Regions from separate parts of the Zea mays genome. Here regions 1 and 2 are each linked to region 3. The links are chromatin contacts, called in public Hi-C maps. All regions are on one chromosome and are shown on one strand. Each heading gives the region's core, a stretch centred on a gene start, on an enhancer-like site or on the middle of the called end of the contact. The rest is flanking DNA. Distances are from core to core; before and after follow the strand shown.

Region 1 (4,323 bases), core at 1,766-4,265, 400 kb before region 3:
CTCCTCCTTTCACTGACGCTCCTTCTCCACCGTTCACTTATCCATATCAATATGGATATTCATATGATGCTCCTTTATATGAATCGTATGGTGCTTCTCTTACATATAATGCTCCATATGGTGCTCCTCCTCTATTTTCTCCCCTATTTGGTGCTCCTCCTCCATATACTCTTCCCCCTTCATATGGTTCATATTTCCTTAGGTCCATGTGTGGCTAATGCACTTGGTGGGTCCCATTGATGTCAATGGAAACAATAGGTCGGCCTTCTGGGGCTAAATAGACAACACCTATAACTTTACCATAGAAGCTCCTCGTCCTTGTACCACCAAATATCTAAAGGATCGGTGGTTGACGAACATCTGGAAGATTACCCTCTTCAACGACATCTATAACCGCTTGTATGAGGTTAGACCGAGTGGGGCAGATGATGTTATGCTGCTTGAAGTAGCCAAAGCCCAAAGAGAGCTTTCGCAACAAGCTTGACAAAACTGAGTTCAAGCTAGAGCATATGTAGTGCACTCTTCACCATCAGCCCAAATGGTGCACGAGACACAGTGACGATGACTCGAGCAATGGGAGCAAAAGATCTCGTCTACTTAAACGACGATTATAACTCCACATAACATGAAAGTGTGGATACACCATACCCTATTGATCACGATAGTGCAAGAACTCAACGGAAGGGGTAGAGCCCAACAATAAGTTGTGGTGAGTCCCCATCTACATTGAACAGAATGCTAAAGAAGCTCTATAAGGCTACCGTGAGGATTATTTAAAATACGTTGTTCGAGAAATTCAACAAATTGTTGGATCGCTCCATCGCTGGTATGGACAAAAACAAGAAAAGGACCCACAAATTGGCTTTAGAAAAGTTGAGAAAAATAATAAATTAGAGGAGAAAGAAGCAAAGGAATAGAGTTAAGTATTGTATTAGTTGTTTCCATAAATTATGAATTACGTATTTTTTGTTTAAGTTTTGTTTTTTTATCTTTATAAATTATATTTTTAAATTATATAACTAGATGTATTTTTATTTAATAAAATGACGTGTTTCATGTCAACTAATAGTTTATAAAAGAAAAATGGATATGACCGTGAGGTGGTTATAGACTAAAATAAAAGCTAATGGTAACTAATAGCAGAATCTGATGTGGCACGACCCGTGACGATGAAACCAGCATAATGCTACTACTGCATGCTGCTGCTGAATGCGCATCAAAGTTCAAATATCCACATATAGATTCAAACAAATACAGAGGCACAAATGCGCCATCAAAGTTCAAATATCCACGTATATCTTTTCAGGCGGTTAGTAGTTTAGATCTGGACTCTTTTGACGGGCATGCCTCAAATACGCTATACTGAATCTTGTTTGGGATTCATTTCGCAACTCGCAAGGAATAAAGACAGGGAAACTTATTCTCTAAAAAACTGCAAATCTTGTTTCGGAATTATTAACTCACATGATAACCAGTTAAACCCAAAACGTTTAGCTCGTAAAGAAGGTTAGTCAATTCACTTTGTACTTAGCAATCTCCTTAGCATAGTTTATTTTAATTAAGTTTTGTCAGATATTGGTTCGATATCAATTAGTTCGCTTTGCTACAATATTGAATTGCATGTATTACCGCTGTTCAGAAGAATAGCATTTAGTTTTTATCCTATGACAAATTATTTTAATTTTAACTAAATTTATAGAAAAATATTATAAACATTTATGAAATCTATTATATACACTACTAAAATATGTTTCAAATTCATATAATAATACTTATATGGTAAAATAAATATAAATATTTTTTAGTAAACTTGATCAAAGTTAAGATAGTTTGGTATAAAATCAAATTAAAATATTAAGTTTCTAGGAGGTAGTTAACATCGAATAATTTAATCTAAAAGACAATGCAATAAAGATGGTAGCCAGTTCTCTTGTATTTCAACAAAACCTGATCATCTAAAATGTGACCCGAACCCGATTCGTTAACTCGAATTGTTTTATTTAAAAATTAGCGGGCAGCCTATTATGCATGTGTCCGGCAGAAAAATAGGCCTGACAGGTACCGTGGGTGCTAGTATATGCATGAAATTTCAACCCAAAATGAATCCAGGTTTATCTGTTCAATGGTACTGGTACCTTAAGGTCAGTGTCATATTTTAAAATATAAGACTTATCAATCTGTTAAAGCTGGACTAAACTTCTAGTTTTTTTTATTGTTAGGCACTAGCATGTGCATTTTCAAAGAAAACCCACTAGGACATAAACGGTGAGAACACGGGCTTTAAAATAGAAGAGAATAGCAAGTGACTAGGACTCGAGAGCAGGAAAAAAAATCTCTGAATACCAGATCACATTTATGGCCTGCAGATTTGTATCCGGTAGTGTCTAAGAGATTTTTTTTTCTTAGGGAGCACCGTCCACAAGTGCACACCAATAGTCAATTGGCAAGGTTTTGACTATTGGCAAGGTTTAGAAGGGTTTGGTAGCTTTAGGGGGTGTTTGATTGCTCCTGCTAAAGTTTAGCCCGGGTCACATCAATCGTTTGACTTTTAAATAGGAGTATGAAATATAGACCCAACCAACTGGACTAGATTCGTCTCGTCTTTTAATCTTCGGCTGACAAATTAGTTTTATAATCTGACTACATTTAATACCCGGAACGGAGGTTCAAACATTCGATGGGACAGGAGCTAAATTTTAGCGGGGTGTAACCAAACACCCCCTTAGTCACTCCGATAAACTTTAGGAGCTAAACTTTAGTTTCTGAAAATTTTGTTTGGAATACCTAATTTAGTCGTCCTATTTGGTAGTTTATGAACTAAAAGTGACTAGACTTTAGTCAGTAAATTATTGGTGTCATGGTGTGAACCAAAGAACCTCTTACCAAGCTTTCGCTGTAAGCTTCTTTTTTTTTCCCTTCATATTTGGTCAAAGGGTGAAGGATCGATCCATGGTATACTCCTACCAGAAAACAGTGTGATTTACGCCGACAGCGTGAAGAAACGTATCCTGATGCGTAAGCCCAAGTGGCCACCAACTGACTTATGTGCGGGGGAGGCCGAGCTGTCATGTTGGGCCGATTTCAGACCTACTAAAAGCTAGGAACTTTGAGCCTCGAATGAACTGAACTACAGTAATATAAATGGGAAAAAAGGGAGGAATATGATTATGATAACGTCGTCTAAATTAGGTACGCATGAATATGTTACTGCTAGTACAAAGGTAACTCGAGAAATTTGGAAAAACAAACGTGCTGCGATTGCGAAAAACGTCTAGGCGCACGTATGGCCGAAACTGGGCATGTATGTATGGTCGAAAAGATCGGGTCGGGTCCCCCCTTTCACCATCCCCCCGTCCCCGAGTAGGTAGGTGCCAGGGCGAGCCACTAGTCGCGACTCGCGCGGGCGGTAGGTGAAGCCAGATCCGCGCGGTACGCCGGTAGACCCTCCATTGCCGTGGGGCCCACGGGACACTGGCCTACCATACCACACCAGCGGGCAGCGGAAAGCCGCCCCCACCTACCGTGACGAGGACACAGACAGCCGCGCATGCATCTACAGATCTACTCGGCCCACCGCGGCCGTCGCCGTCGCCGTCGCGGTCGGCATCGAGACGTGCCGGATGCATCTGCTCCACGTGACAGCGGACTGACCACGCCCGCCCGTCGCCGTCCGGACGTGGCCGCTACCCGCCCGCTCCACCAACCGCTACTACTCCAGCCCAGACTGGGACTGGGCTGGGAGTGGGAGAAACTGCAACGGGGGCTGGCTTTCCGCGCGCGCGTTTGCGTTGCGTTGCGTCACGAGCGGGCGGGTGGTGGAGAGCAATAATGGTGGTCAGCAATTATGAGTTGGCAAGGTAGTGGAGGGCGTGTTGGAGTGGAGTGGAGTGGAGTGGAGCTACACCTGCTCTTCGGTGGCACTAGGAGAGTATAATAGGAGTATATGGTTCTGGACCAGAAAGCTTCGGCACCACCAAAATATCTGGTCCGGTTCCAACACGTGAATCATCACCCCGTCCTCAACTCATACCGTGTTTTGGCTGTTGGCGTTTGGCGGAGTAGTGCAGTTCGGCAGTTCGGGCAGAGGCCAGACCGCGCAGAGACAGCCGGCTATGGCTAAATGGATCGTGTCTAATAGATCTTGTTCGACTCACAGTCTATTTAGACCTTGTTCGTTTACGTCGGATTGCACCCGGAATCGTTCAAAGGCCCTGTTCGTTTGTATCGGATTGCACCCGGAATCGTTCCGTTTAAACAAAGTTTATATAAATTAGAGAAGAAATCCGGTTAGAAATCGTTCTGACCCACCAATCCGGTGGAAAC
Region 2 (3,784 bases), core at 354-2,853, 260 kb after region 3:
TGGACTGCGCTATTGTCACGTACGCACGTTCCGATATTAACGAGGACCCAAAAATATCATCGCATGCAGGGCTCTCTGCGCAGATTCCAACTAGAAGCATCAAGGCCGAGCTATAGCTTCAGACAAACAACAAGATATACGTACGGATGCATCGTCTTTCCTCTGGCTAGCTAGCTTCTACCGCCGTTTGCATGGCATGGCACTGTGACCATTTGGCCAATCCAGGAAGAAGCCTGATGCCATGTTTTTATTTTATTTTATTTTATTTTCTATGCATAATAAGGAACTCAAGGAAACATGCCATGTTTGGTACTTTGATATGCATGTCAAGTTCTTCCAACACAAGTAGCGTTTGCATGCATGCGTGCGTATGTATATATGGTTATTCAACGTGGGTTAGATATGGTAAATAAATAAATTACCTGTTCGTCAGCCTCTGTCTGGATGACTGAACCCAGCATGCTGTGCAGCGACGACTCAGCTGCCGCCCACTGGTGGTCGGACTTGGCCATCTGGTGCTGCAACGACGACGACGTCGTCGTCAAGCCGCCGCCGCCGCCGCCTGCGAACTGTCCTGCGTAGTACAAGTCAGACGGCAGGCCGACGCCCATCTGCAGCCCGCCGGCTGCCGCCTCCTCTCCGCCTACAAAAGCAGGCTCCGGCATGGCCAGGCACTCCGACAGCGTCGGCAGCTGGTGAGAAGAAGGCGAAGGAGCCACCCCCACCGTGGTGACCGCGGTGGAGCACCCACCGTTGTTGTTCACCATTATTCCGGGCGCCGCCTGCTGCTTCCCCGGCATCTGCTGCTGGTACCCGATGTAGCCTCCGTCCTTGTAGTCGTCCAGGAAGCAGGTGTCCATGGACGGCAAGTCGTTGTCGGCATGGCCGTAGGACGACGAGCACGAGAGAGACGACGGGCCGGTGCTCTGCTTGTTGCCGCTGTTGTTAATGTACCCCTTGTGCAGCGGGCTCTGCGACTTTCCCTTGCCGTGGTGGTTAGCAAGGCCGCCGTACAGCGGCTGGCCGGCGCCGCCGACACCTCCATCTGTTGGTCCATGCGCCGCGTAGCCGTGCTGGTGGCCGCCGCCGCTGGTGCTGAAGAGGTTGGGCGAGAAGGGCGATCTCCTGGAGGAAGAAGAGTCTCTGCGAGGCGAGGACACCATGTACTCCCTCTTGGGGGACGACGCCATCAAGTCCCTCATCGGTGAAGACATCATGTAGTCCCTCTTTGGGGAGGAGGACACCATGTAGTCCCTCTTGGGGGAGGAGACCATGAAGTCCCTCCTGCTAGGGCTTCCGGCCGCCATGAAGTCCCTCCTCGGAGACAGCATCAGGAAGTCGCCCCCCGCGGCGCCCATCTGCTCGGCGAAGAGCGACTCCCACATGGCGATGTCCGGCGACTGGATCTCCACGTCGATGTCCCCGTCGAACCTGAGCGCCTGTAGGCTGGCTAGGGCATCGTTGGCGTCGATATCGGCCGACACCGATGGCGCGACGATGTTCGACTCCGACACCGAGGCGGTGGGCGATGTCGGAGCTTGTTGTTGGTGCTGGAGTTTGGCGCCGGCGCCGGAGGTCGTGTCTACGCAGTTGAGCATCCCCATGCTTGAACACATGAGAGACCAGCCAATGGTCACCTAGCTAGATCTCACGGGATGCATATAACAAGAACACTCTCTGTATGGACAACAGCAGGGCTTAGGTTGGCATTGATACAGCTACAAATTAGTCACTACTACGAGTACGTTTAACCGGCCGGGTCTATGAGAGAAGGCGAATTGAAGGTGCGTGGGAAGGAGCTTGCAGTGTGTTTGGCGTCTCTTTAATTCGTCCATCTTGGTTGCAGGTGTCGTACTAGCTCCATGAATAGACGTCTATTCTTGGAGGCATTGCCTTGGCCTGTGGCTGTGCACAACATGTCAAAGTAGTTTTGGTCGGTTGCTCAGGTAATGTCTCTGCCAAATTCCCTACTGCTGGGTATTGTCCATTGGTCGAAGGCACCTGCCGACAAAGCGACGAGAAGCAGGTCTCAGTCTCACAAGAAACCAGGGTGTTCCAACGTACAAGGGACAAGGGACTCACTTTGGAGGAAACCCTGCTACGGGACGGGACATCGTCGGTAAAAAATATGAGCGAGACACACACACTTCCTATATATATGCACCACATATCTGTGAAGAGCTAGCTCGCTCTAAAGGAATCAATGCAAGTATATAAGTTCACAGTTAACTGAAAACACACGAAGAGAGCACACAAAGTAAACGATTTGCTACTAGAGAGGTGATCATCTAGACATGATCATCTGGGTGGTGATATGCATGCAGTACTGCTTCTACTTTCTTCCGATGTGGTCAGGAACTAGATGAAGCCTGTTTTAATCCTAAGTGTTGTAACTACTATTAGCATATAGCACATGCTAACGCTACGATTCCAGAAAAAGGAGGGCCTGTAGACAGCGCGAGGTGAGGGGTTAACAGCGGTGATGACAACGCAAGTGAGGGGGGCGGGGGAGGGGACACGATGGCGGAGGGAGAGGAGAGATTGGGAGGGTCATAGGGAAGGGAGGAGGGACGATCCAAATAATATTGTCCATTAAATTTGAGTAAGGGAGAAAAGGCTTTTCCAACTATCTGAATCATTAGTTTTGATGTTATGTTACGTCTAGGTGTAATTTATTTGATTGATTCAGGGGATGCCATAGGTGTAGGGCGTGATTAGGTTAGGTGAGTTTTGCAAACTTATGGATGATGGATTATATAGTGATGATGATGATATAGATGTAGGATTTAGTGCTTCGTACATAGTTGTTTTTTTTTTGACGTCACTGCTCTTTCATTAAACAATAAATTAGCACTACCAGAGCCCAATCTCACTGTGATACTAGTAATAAGTAATAGCAAAAGTAACACAAATAAAACTGCATCGGTATACATATGTACTGATAAACTAATCTTAATCCATCTAACATAGTGTATATATAATTAAGTGTTACACGCAATGGTTTGATGCTATTATTCCTTATAAAAACACATATTCTTTGAGAAACTTTGCTGGGACTCGTCCGTATATATATGTATGGGCATTGGCAACGCCGTCCGCCTACGCCTTGGATTTCCCAAAGGCCAAGAGTGGTTGGAGCTGTCCCCCCCTAGGAGGGGTTCTCTTGGGCGGAAGCATCCTAACCAGCTTAACTCCCTTGTGCTCTTCCAGGATGTCCCCTTTCTATAGCATAATCTATGTAGCAACATGGAATATTGCATACACATATCTCCTCTGGACTTTGTACGTATCCCATGCAGACGACAAAAAAAAGATGCATGCTATATATACGCATATCTCTCTCTACCTCTCTACAATAAAGGTGAGCTAAACTATATATTGTACAAAAATTCACCAATGCATGGGGAATTTTTTTCCTTATCATAATTTTGTTTATGGTACATAAGTAGAGGACAATAACGCAAATCCGATTCAGTTGGGGCCCATGGCCATAAGCCCAATTGTAGACAGTGGCAGACCCCGCATTTAAATTTTGATATGTAATGCTGTGTATTATTCGATGCCACGTATATATTTTCCATCAATTCGATATATAAGCAGAAAATAACCAAAATATCTCATAATATATTTAACTTGTCAAATTATGTTGTAAGTTGTATAGATTTATTACTTTGGGTCTAAACTCCGAGCAGTAGTTTGTTTTTGGACCAAATTACAAGTTAGTCTCGGGGACCTGCCCAGCAGAGTAATTAACCTTGGGTCCGACCCTGATTGTGGAATTGTG
Region 3 (4,036 bases), core at 300-2,799:
CATTCAGAAACTTGTACAGTAAAAAAATGAAGACATCATTTTATTTCTCGATGCAAAACGGGAACAAACATCCATCCCGGTAGTTTTGGGGGCACAAAAACAAATGAAACGAAGTTTACAAAACAATAATCAACTAATATTTCGTCGCTACAGACAAGGAAAGCAGAGCTGTCCTCAATCGGTGTAGCACCTATTGCTCCCCTTCCCATCCTTCTTCAGCTTCTTGCCCCGCCGGCGGCGGCGCTCGGCGTCCTCCACCCGCCGCACGGCGCGCTCAAGCGCGTCCACGCGCTCCGCCAGAGCCCCGATCACCGCGCACTGCTGCGCGTTCTGCTCGCACAGGGCCGCGACCATCTCCATAACCTTCCGAGTGTCCAGGGCGCTGTCGGCAGCTCCGGCCTCCCCTGTCGGCCTCATCACCTCGCTCGTCATCGGTGTCTGCGGGGGCGCCTCGGTGGAACCCGTCGCCGCAGTTGTAGGCTCCGCTTCATCCGCCACCATCTCCCATTCGCCCTCATTGGAGACTTCCGTCTGGTCGCCGTTAATGTGCCCGTCGTCCTGCTTATTTTCGGATTCCTTCACCGCTTCTGGCACCGCCTCGCTGTCAGCTTTGCCCCCGTCCACCTCCATATCGGCAACCGTCTCAGCCGCCGCATTCACCCCAACCCCGCCGCTGTGCTCAGCGGCGACCGGCATCTCCGTCGCCTCCGCGCTGTCGTCCACCATCTCGGACGTCACCTCAGACTCGTTCTCCTCCGCCACGACCTCCGAATCCGGCGCCGGCTTTGGTTCGAGGGCGTCAACAGCATCCTGCAGCGCGAGGACCCGCTTGGTGACCCTCTTCCGGTATTCCCGCGCGCCTCGCACCGCATCGAGCCGCAGCAGCATCTTCATCAGCGTCTCCCCGACGGCGATCCGCGCCCTCGCGTCCCCGCGCAGCGCCTCCGCCTCGCGCGCAACCTTCTCTCCGACCTCCGCCGCCTCACGCTCCACCTCACGAACAGCACGCACCGACTTCCTCGCCATGAACCCGCGCGCAGCGGCCTGCAGCCTAATCGCCGCCGCCTCCGACGACGGCGCCCGCTTCCTCAGCACCGCCGCCTGTGGCATCCTGGCCGCCCCGCGCACCGGCTCCGGATCGGAACCGACGAAGCGGACGGGAACGGAGACCGACCTCGAAGACTCGACCCTGGGCCGCGGGTCCACCTTCACCGCCTCCGGCGCGGCTTCTGCGGCGGCCGGGAAGAACCCGCCGACGCCGCGGGACGGAGCGGGGTGCTGGTACCGGTAATAGGGGTAGGCGTAGTGGTACGGGGAGGTGTAGTAGTAGTCGTAGGGGTCGTCGTAGAAGAAACGGCGAGACGCCATTGCTGCTGGTGCGTTGGGCTTTTGTTGGAGCTGCTATTCCAGTTGCTCTGTGATTGATGGTGTGATGGTAGGGGATGTTGTCGCGGTGCCTATATACGACGAGTGCGAAAGTTCGAGAAGGCTTTGGTCGTCTTCGGAATGTTCCGGAGCTTCGAATTGCTTGAGCACTGGGACGAGTTTTGTGGTTCGGGAGGGTTCTGGAAACGTGGGGAAAGGAGGGGTCAACGACTCTGGTGACGCGTGGGCCCATGTTTGTCATGGTCGTCAGTAGTGACCACATAGGTGTTAGCTGATATGGATTTCCTTTATATAGATATTCGTATTTGTATTTCATTTTAATATAAGTATGTCTAAATTTGATTTCTAGTACTTTTCTTTTTCAAGTTCTAAATTCGTATTTGGTAAAACCGGCATATATCCAATAATTTTAGCATGCGTGAATTTCGATAAAACCATTTAAAACTTATTTTTATCACTAATTATTATTTATAGATGAATATAATTTAAATAATGTATCCACATTTTAAAATGTTAAAATATATTTATATGATAAATAAATAACCATGTTAATCTTATATTTATATTACTAGTGATATTGACATGGTTTTATAACACATAATTCATGTCTCAGTTAGTCCACGACTCAATCCGAGACGCTACTTATTGACAATCACTCATTATGAACCAACCATAAGGGACAAATCAACCTTGTGTTCGCCAACCTGCATAGGGCAACAACCAACCATGCCATCAGAACCGAGAAAAGGAGCGAAGCTGATCCAAGCTACCCCAATCGACATATATCACTCTGACAAGAGCGATGGATTACCCAAGGAGGAGCGGGAATGGGAGATGAGATTGCAGGGTTGGAAGAATACATACCTAGATCTAGATCACGTCGCAGAGAGGCTACGCGGCGGAGTTGGTATGGAACATGTGAGACGACGAGGTGGCAGATCGGATAGGCAAGGTGATGGCACATGTGGGACCGTGGAACCCTAGAGAGTGGAGAGGCGTGCAGGTTGATCAGAACTGATGAGGAAGGGTGAGACGGGCATGAGCACACACCTACCGAGGATGTCGTGGACGATGACGAGGAGGTGGTCCGGTGCGTGGGAGGAGACTACATCGGTAGAGATGTCGATGATGCCAGAAACGGATTACTCAGCATGATCTAGTGTCGAGCGGTCGTTGCCATTGCACATGTTCGCCGGCAGTCGCGGGGTCAGAGCCGATGGGGACATGATGAAATGGCACTAGGGAGCCCTGGGCATGCCGTGGAAAACTAGAACGTGCATCGACGTTGAGCGAGCGAGTCTGCGTGGACTGGATTCCCACTTAATGATGGTCGCCTTCATGTTCGTGGCGATCTTTTTGGCGTACCAAGAAGAACCATCACACAACTACTGACCCACTCGAAAAAACACTAGGGATGAAAGAGCCGATGACAAGGGCGAATTGAAGAACGCACGGTGATGGCTATGCCATCGTCGATGTGGATGAGCACAACGTAGAGTGCGGGCGACTTTCTCTGACTGGACAATAGATCCACGTTTCCTATGAAGAGAAAACATGATATGGATTTGCTGGCTTCTTTACTAACTCCAATGCTTCTAGCCCTCATACTCACATAGCTTGACCGATTTCTCGCCCTCATTCAAGGATGACTCAAATGCAAGAAGGGGAGGATGATGAGGACATCCACACCACTGATATATCCATGTCAATATAAGTACCAATTTATGTCCCATTACTCACACTCATGTTTGTCAACTCAACCATTAGGTGAATACACTCTTGAGTTCATGTCCATCATATTTAGACCATGGAGACCCGTCCACTCTTGTTTTGCTTAGGAACCAGGGAGAAGACCGAAAGGGAAAAGGATTTGAGCAAGCTAGATTCGAACCGCAGAAGAACACCAACTTGTGACGGTCACCACGGTCACATGCAGACTTCGATTTGGAAGGTCATGTACTACATGGAAAGCTTATCAAGTCTACTTTCATATGGATCTAGAATTATAGTCATATCTTTTCTAAGGCCGACGCAATCATTGTTTCCTTATCAAGAGCTTTCCTGCCTTTTCTGCTATGGTGTTGTGTCACCCTATTTTGCCCCAATGGGTCGTGTATCAAGTTGGATCCATTAGGGACGCATCCTAGTGTTGCAGCATGACCCCAATACCCTTGTGGCCATCCTCCTATGTTTATAAACGCCCTAGCCGTCACCAAGAACAACGGGTTTTGTTTAGATCAAGTTTAGCTCTCGCTACTTGCTTGTAAGCGCGCGTGCTGTCGCCCGTCTTCTTGTCTTCGGAACCCCACCTTATTGGAGATTGGGTCTAAAACCTACGTTTACATCCGGTAATTCAGTACTTGTTCTTGCTAGTTCTTCGATTGCTTGTAGGGCGAGTGCCCTAGTAGCTGGGATGTTGTGCTCCACAAGATCGTGACAACCATAGGAGTTGGTGTGTCAGCTGCTAAGGCACAACCTCCTCGAAAGGCTATAGTCGGGCCGTGAACGTCGTCTCCTCCACCAATCGAGTTGTTCCACACCCTCTCATCGAAAGATTGGGAATTCACCTAACGGGTGCACATCACCCACTCATGTGCAGCTAGAGAGAGAGTCACATATGTGAAAATAATTTGTGGAGGCACAAATTAAG

The links. Hi-C and Micro-C count contacts between places; a contact is called where the count stands out from the background.
Region 1: a contact with region 3 is called in a Hi-C map of bundle sheath, with 2.7 times the contacts expected there. The contact joins the enhancer-like site here to the promoter of LOC100279586 in region 3. A contact is called at or near these places in 3 of 25 Hi-C or Micro-C datasets (bundle sheath, ear and leaf).
Region 2: a Hi-C map of tassel shows a contact between it and region 3, with 1.6 times the contacts expected there. The contact joins the promoter of LOC103655152 here to the promoter of LOC100279586 in region 3. A contact is called at or near these places in 2 of 25 Hi-C or Micro-C datasets (ear and tassel).

Annotation. Positions count from the first base shown.
Region 1 is chr4:22,619,351-22,623,673 of Zm-B73-REFERENCE-NAM-5.0, forward strand. No RefSeq gene overlaps it. Among protein-coding and RNA genes, the nearest start is that of LOC103652935, 17 kb to the right of the region's middle. Within about 2 kb of position 3,016, at least 19 of the 20 cell types and tissues checked have an H3K27ac peak or open chromatin away from gene starts, as enhancers often do. A contact at or near this core is called in bundle sheath, ear and leaf, where this site is marked.
Region 2 is chr4:23,289,073-23,292,856 of Zm-B73-REFERENCE-NAM-5.0, forward strand. LOC103655152 (GRAS family protein RAM1) reads right to left here and starts at 1,604. Exons shown (of 3, transcript XM_008681950.2): 1 at 423-1,604. The coding sequence starts at 1,604.
Region 3 is chr4:23,025,721-23,029,756 of Zm-B73-REFERENCE-NAM-5.0, forward strand. LOC100279586 (putative IQ calmodulin-binding and BAG domain containing family protein) reads right to left here and starts at 1,550. Exons shown (of 1, transcript NM_001152583.2): 1 at 43-1,550. The coding sequence starts at 1,368. The coding sequence ends at 175.